Regions from separate parts of the Rattus norvegicus genome. Here region 2 is linked to region 1. Evidence: chromatin contacts called from public Hi-C data. All regions are on one chromosome and are shown on one strand. Each heading gives the region's core, a stretch centred on a gene start, on an enhancer-like site or on the middle of the called end of the contact. The rest is flanking DNA. Distances are from core to core; before and after follow the strand shown.

What was found. A called contact is a pair of places that touch in the nucleus more often than the background predicts.
Region 2: a contact with region 1 is called in a Hi-C map of the Rat2 cell line, with 3 times the contacts expected there. The contact joins two enhancer-like sites. A contact is called at or near these places in 2 of 12 Hi-C or Micro-C datasets (the Rat2 cell line and psoas muscle).

The regions. Positions count from the first base shown.
Region 1 is chr2:151,969,528-151,973,047 of GRCr8, forward strand. It overlaps LOC102554278 (a long non-coding RNA gene), which reads right to left. Exons shown (of 4, transcript XR_005500996.2): 4 at 1-2,242. Among named protein-coding and RNA genes, the nearest start is that of Ssr3, 36 kb to the left of the region's middle. Within about 2 kb of position 1,879, at least 65 of the 93 cell types and tissues checked have an H3K27ac peak or open chromatin away from gene starts, as enhancers often do.
Region 2 is chr2:152,477,595-152,481,114 of GRCr8, forward strand. No RefSeq gene overlaps it. Among named protein-coding and RNA genes, the nearest start is that of Ccnl1, 28 kb to the right of the region's middle. Within about 2 kb of position 2,012, at least 60 of the 93 cell types and tissues checked have an H3K27ac peak or open chromatin away from gene starts, as enhancers often do.

The sequences.
Region 1 (3,520 bases), core at 629-3,128:
CCAGTCTCCTAGAACTGGAGTTATGGATCTCTTCATATCTTACTTTTAGAAGGCGACTAAGTGTCTTTTTTTTCTCAATTAAGATGATTCAAAAATGTGTATCAAGTAATAAGAGTGCAGATGGAACATAGATATATGGAATATTATATCCATAGTGCAAAATAATTCAAGTTTTGGCTCACTATTTAGAGGCGTTGTAAAATATAAAAAGCCATAAGCACGAAGTGTATGTTATAGAGTTGTAAAGCAGTGTGTCTCCCTCCACAGTGGCAAGGTGTGTGCAGAACCAGGGGTACTGTAATACAGTATGCAGCACATCTAGGGCAGCTTTGAGTCCCCACATTTCAAAGAGGCATACAGGGAATGCTGACACTGCTGAGCCCAAGCCTTGCTCATAGTATCAATATTTAAATCATAAATGTAGTTTGAAGTAATAGTATACTATTGACTTAATAGTATAAGGTGATAGTAATACTAGGTACTAGCTTTTGAGTTCTTTTCTGATTTCTAGAAGGGTACTTTTCCAGTGGTCATTTATTATGTCTGTCTGTCTGTTTGTCTGTGTCCCTGGAGGCTACAAAAGGGTGTCAGATCCCCTGAAGCTGGAGTTACAGGCAGTTGTAAGTGGCCAACTTGGATGCTGGGAACCAAACTCTTGGTCCTCTCTAAGAGCAGTAAGTGCTCAGAACCCACTGAGCCATTTTTTCTAGTCCCTCTTCCAGGTATTTCATAGACATTAAACTTAATCACTATTCACAGAAATTTTGAGAAAAGGAATTCCACTTTAATCACATCAAAATTACTAATAGTTCAACTTTGCAGCATAATTCTCCAGCTTCTCCATGCACCAAGACACACAACAGAGCAGAAATGGTATTGTCTAGTTTTTAATATAATATATGATATATATATGATATATATAATATATATATAATGTATGTATAAAGCAGTCATGCCAGAAACCCTGAAAGATGGCCTTTGCGTGGGCCGGTGCAGGATCTCTGCATGTGCTCTATTCCCATGTCCTGTCTGTGACCTCAGTGTGAGGCAGAAAATATTCTGGTCCAGGGATCAAAGCCTGAAATGGATTCCCATTTCCCCACACTCAAAACAAAGCAACCCCGGGCACAGGATGCTTTCTATCCCATGGTTATGATGAAGGGAAAAAAATACAAAACTCAAACCCAATCTAGGACAAAAATATATTCTTAAAGCAGATACTAATCATCAGTGATTAAAAAATAAACATTCATGCATGTTTATGTCCATAAGCTCCCACCCATAGTCACATGCATACAGATGTTAGCATTTAGAACAGAGTCAGGCTGCCTGCAAGGGCATTAGGATGCAAATGCTACTCGTTCACTTCCACATGTGCACCAACTACTTCACCTTTATGTGGTCCTTGTTCTCATAAAATTTTCAAAATTTCTAGCTAAGGATAAAGCCAACACAAAAACAAAACAACAAAATAAAATCAACCAAAAAAATGAATAAAGGTTCATTTCAGAGAGCCGTGGTGTGGGGTACAGGGATGGGAATGTTCTGTTGCCAGTCACAGGGTGACAGGCTCCTTCCAGGCTCCTTCACCTGATTGAACTGCAGACTTCAAAAAACCTAACGGTTTAGGGCTCCATCTGCCTGCTCAGTTGGATCTGTTTTGTTTTGCTTAATCGGGGAAATGCCCATATAATCTGCGTGTCTGGCATCCCTTGAAAAACCAGGCCTGGCAACACTGGGCGCAGATTCCTGCTTTAGCTGCAGTTTCTAGCCCCAGAGGACAGCTATCCCTGCCGACTTCCCCAGCAGGCTTCACTCAGACTGTCTGGCCCTGGAGGCTAGAGTTTAGAATCGCTCATTTATAAGTAGGGTTTGTGAACAGCCAACGTTCACTGTCCTCATTACCATCCCAGGGGAAATCTGGCCAAGTAAGTACACTGGAACACTGAAAAGCAGTTTCCTCTCAGCAAAGTGAAAGCAGCTGGCTCACACAGTTTGGCTCACTGGGCCTGTGGGAGCTGGGAGTACCCTCGTTTAAAGACTTCACATGGCTCGGATGTGCAAGCGACAAATCTGCTGTGTCCACTCCACTTCCCAAACTGTGCAGCTGGTCTTTAGTTGGAGGTCTCTTGGCTCATTCCCTGGGAGACTCATTTCAAGCGCCGAGGGAGACACCACTGGTGGTCCAGTTTGCTAGACCAGTCTTCTGTCGGGGTTGCTAGTAGTTAGAGCCGAAGATACCCTGAGCCAAAAGGGTCAAAAGAATGAATAAGACACGAGGGAAAGGAGAGATTTTATCTAAGCTATGCCTTATAAAATAACAGATTCTTTCTCATGTTAGAAGTGAGGATCATTCCAACCATCTGAGCTTTTATTTATTCAATAAATATTTATTAGACACCAACTTCGTGTTATTCATTGTGATGAACCAGATATGCAGTAATGACTAGGCTTGGCCCCTGCCCTGGAGAAGTTCACAGTGGAGGGAATTAACCGCATACTTTCAATTCCATAGCAACATGAGAAGTGACTGGCACCAGCTTAGAGGTGGGAGGAGTTAAAGACCAGTGCTTCAGAATTGGCTAGGAGATTCTACAATATTCCCACCTCTGCCTTGAAACATACAAAACCAGATCTTTTTAAATGTCCAATCACCCCAACCCCCAAAACTACCCACACTAAGAAGAGATACCACAGGCAAGTGGGAGCCCCTAAGGGATCTCCCAGAGCTTGTGATAACAGGATTTGGGGGCACACCCAGCCTGGGCTCTCTTGGATGCACAGAGGCCACTGCTACTCAACTAGAAATTAGAATTATTTTGAACATCCATTTCTTTTTTTATTTTAGTATAGAACAGAGGGTTTTTTTTGTTTGGTTTTTTAGTTTGTTTGTTTTTCAGGGAATGGGGAGGTGAGTTAGGGTGATAGAGGCAGAGAGAGAAAGAGTAGAGGAGTAGAGGCTGGCCATGGGCACATGGAAGGAGAGGGGGGAGGGGAATGGGAGAACACAGCAGGGGCAGGAAGGCAAGAGCAAGAGCGAACATTCATTTTTTTAAAGTTAGAATTCAAAAACAGCCCAATATGGGTAAACAAAAACAATTGTAGGTAGGTTTTGGGATAGGAAGGAGGGGTGCCCAGACTATGATCTCCAGAAGATCCACTTCCTAGCTCCATGTTTAAAATAAACTCTCACTAGGAAGTTTCTTAGGATTTGACCTTCACAGGAAGTCTCCCTAAACTTCTTATTCTTAAAGAGGAATCTTCTTAAAGACATAAGTGATTGAAATACAGTTTGTCTCTCCTGAATCTAATTCTTTTTTTTTTTTTTTTTTTTTTTTTTGGTTCTTTTTTTCGGAGCTGGGGACCGAACACAGGGCCTTGCGCTTCCTAGGTAAGCGCTCTAACCACTGAGCTAAATCCCCAGCCCCCTGAATCTAATTCTTGACGATTCTGATTCCCGGTACTCCAACTTCAAATCGCAAGCCTTCGCTGGTATGTGTCATTTCCTTCCAGGCTGGTT
Region 2 (3,520 bases), core at 762-3,261, 510 kb after region 1:
GCCAGTACAAGGAGTCCAAAATCATCTTCAAATCCCCCTTTAATTCTGGAGGCTGTCACCCTCTGAGTCTGAGGCCTCAGTTCGAAGCTGACTCAGCTGCAGAAAGCTGGATCAGGGCCTGCCTGACTGCCCTCACAGGAAGGTGCAGAACACAGCCTCAGGAATGCCAGGCCGTCTGCCAAGGGCTCCTTTCTTTTTCATGATCTAGTTTCTTAGTTCCTCTTCTCCCAATCTTGAACTGCACCCAACAGTCCCCTGAGGGTGGTGCTGGAGGCGGGGAACTGAACTGTGTCTCCTGTCAGGTATCCCTTCTGACAGTTCCTCCCACAGCTGGGCCTGCTTGGTCAGACCAGCCCTAGGTCATTCGGCGTGACCCTGAGCAGGGGTAGTGCCCATCGGTGGCTGTCACCTCTGACCCTTGAGGATGATTGGCAGTGTTTAGGATGCCATCTACCTGGCTCACCTTCCTAGGCCTCTTGCTGAAGCTCCTCCACCTGCCTCAGGCCTGGCTCTGCTTTGCCACCAACTCCTTCCTCCCACAACTTTTTTGACTCCTTCTTTTAAAAAAAATAATAATAATGAAATGGGTCTGGAGAAATAGTTCAATGGTTCCCAGCACCCTCATGGTAGCTCACAGCCATCTATAACTCCAGTTTCAAGGGTTCTGATATCTTTTGGCCTCCAAGGGACTGCAAACATGTGGTGCACAGCCGTATATGCGCACAAAACACGCACACATTTTTTATCTAGAAACTCAAGGGCTGGAGAGATGACTCAGTGGTTAAGAGCACTGACCGTTCTTCCAGAGGTCCTGAGTTCAAATCCTAGCAACCACAGGGTGGCTCACAACCATCTGTAATGAGATCTGATGCCCTCTTCTGGTGTGTCTGAAGACAGCTACAGTGTACTTATATATAAAATAAATAAATCTTTTAAAATATTAAAACATCTCTAAGTATTCTGTAGTGTTCAAGTTGAAAAAAAAATCAAAACAAACTAGCCTAGGCTGCTTCTTGCTGTACACACGTCAGAGTTAGATGACAGTTATGTACCCCCTAAGGAAATAAACAATACTACTTTCATTTTTCGTGTAGGTTTAACATCCCCTTCACTTTCTCAGAAAGAAATTAAACACTAGTATCTGTGTGGTAAGATAGCGTCTCATAGTGTCCAGACTCCGGCAAGGATTTTGCCCTTCTTGCTGGTTTTCCTATCTCCTGGGTGTGTGTGCAGCTGAGAGAGAAGGGGTGGGGGTGGGGGAGATGACACTCCGAAGAGGAGAGGGAAAATTGGGGGAAGAGGCACACACACACACACACACACACACACACACACACACACACACACACACACACACAGCGCAGACCTATTGTTCCAGAGGTGGCGGCTACACTCTTTGGGGCAGTACCCTGGATCTTCCTTTCAGGGAGCAGAGAATTGCTTCCCCATTTAGTGCCTGTGTTTTGTTTGTTTTCTGGCCTTTTCTTCTTCGTAAATCAATCGCCTTTCCTGATCACTCGGCCTGTGCAACACATATTCCTCCCTGTCTGGTCAGCTAAGTGAGCTGCCCCCTTTGTGCTCGGTTCCTGAGGGAGGGAACTAAGCGAATCTCCCACCTGCACAGGGTCAGAGAAAGCGTGAACAAGGACAAGGACGTGCTTGGCCCCGAGGGAGGCAGAGTGAGGGGGATCTGGGTCTGAGTCTAGAACACAGTCTCCTCCGGTGAAGTGTAAAGGGTAGAGCTAAGCCGTGGAGCCCTTGAAGCTACGGCTTGCCGGTGTGCAAGGAAGGACTGAGCTGGGCGACATTATAAAAACTACCGCTGTCTGCCTGGTTTCTGCGCTCACCTACCTCACAGAACCCGGCTTATCCAAGGCTCTGAGAGAGGAGTTTTCCAGGAGCAGCCAGGATCCTGGTGGGCTCCGCCTCTGCCACTCTGTGACCTCATATAGCACTAACCCTCCCAGGGTAATTCTCCAATCCTTGGCCCCCGGAGTGGGGCAATAACTCCTGCCCCACCCTCCAGTTTCCTGGGACTGAAGTGAGAAGCAAAACCAACACTGTGAGGAAACACGGTCTGAAGCCAAAGCCCTTTGTGAGTCAGAGGTGGAGTCTCCTGTCTTTCCCCATAGTTTACCAGCCAACCCCCAACCCCACCCCAACCCCGTCCAACTAACTAGCCACAAGCAATGGTGACCGCGTGCTGTCCCCTAGTGGCCAAACTGCACCCAATTCATTTCAGTAATCTTTCCAAGTCCCCTAAGAATACAAGAACACTTGGCGTGTATCTTTTTCTGTTAATACTGAGCCATCATTTGGAGAGACGCTCGAGTAGATCAGAACTGTGTGGCCCATAGCTGCTGGGAGCACTCCGAGAGCTTCCTCAGATGTGATCTTACTAGCTGCTCACTGCCTCGAGCTAGGACTGCCTCGTGTGAACCTGGACTGTCACATACATGCTGGGAAGGGAAGAAGAACAGCTTTGTTTAAAACAAAACAAAACAAACAAACAAACAAAACAAAAAAACCCACACAATAAAACAAAAAACCAAAACACGCAGCCTTTGCCTTCACATCTGTGCGATAATCTGGTCAACAGTCGCCCTCTAGTGTCGGTGAATGTAACTGAAAATTCATGCCCTTTGACCGGATCACGTGCTTTCCCTTAGCCTCTGAAGTAGATTTACAGTGAATCAACCCCCTCTCCTCACCTCCCCTTCCCTCTGCTCCACCTTTTCCCTTTCCCTCCTCTTCCTCATTCTCTCCCCCACACACTTGTTGTTTTTAAGTGCGGAGGGAAGTAAGGTCTCATTATATAGTTCACGTGGGCTTTGAACTTTCCTCAGCCTTGAGAGAGCTATGGTCACATGTGAGCATCACCCTGTCCAGAACAGTCACTTCATTATACCCCTTGTCATTCAATCGATTCTCAGATTTGAGTAGTTTCCTTTTATTTGTTTTGGTTTTGTTTTGTTTTTGTTTTTTGTTTTTTGTTTGTTTGTTTGTTTGTTTTTTCCGGAGCTGAGGACCGAACCCAGGGCCTTGCGCTTGCTAGGCAAGCGCTCTACCACTGAGTTAAATCCCCAACCCTGAGTAGTTTCTTTTTAAAACTCTGCTCCTGGCCTAATGACTGCTATGGGCACAGGCTCTTGAGCAGATAGCATCATGGGCTTCAGATACCCATAACAGATCAAGGGAGAATCTTGTCAACTTGGTGCCAAGTATTGTATGGCCTTCATAACAACGGCAAGCACAGCACAGAATAGCTTGAGAGGGGCTGACCGAGATCCCAGGGACTCACCAAAGCATCTCAACAAGCCATTGCATTGCCCGTTCCAGGACTGGGTTCCTGAGGACTCCTGTTCAACCTTTTTTTTTTTTTTTTTTGGTTCTTTTTTTCGGAGCTGGGGACCGAACCCAGGGCCTTGCGCTTCCTAGGTAAGCGCTCTACCACTGAGTTAAATCCCCAGCCCCTGTTCAACCTTTTGATGTTGTCAAAGACATTTAATCTCAATCAGGG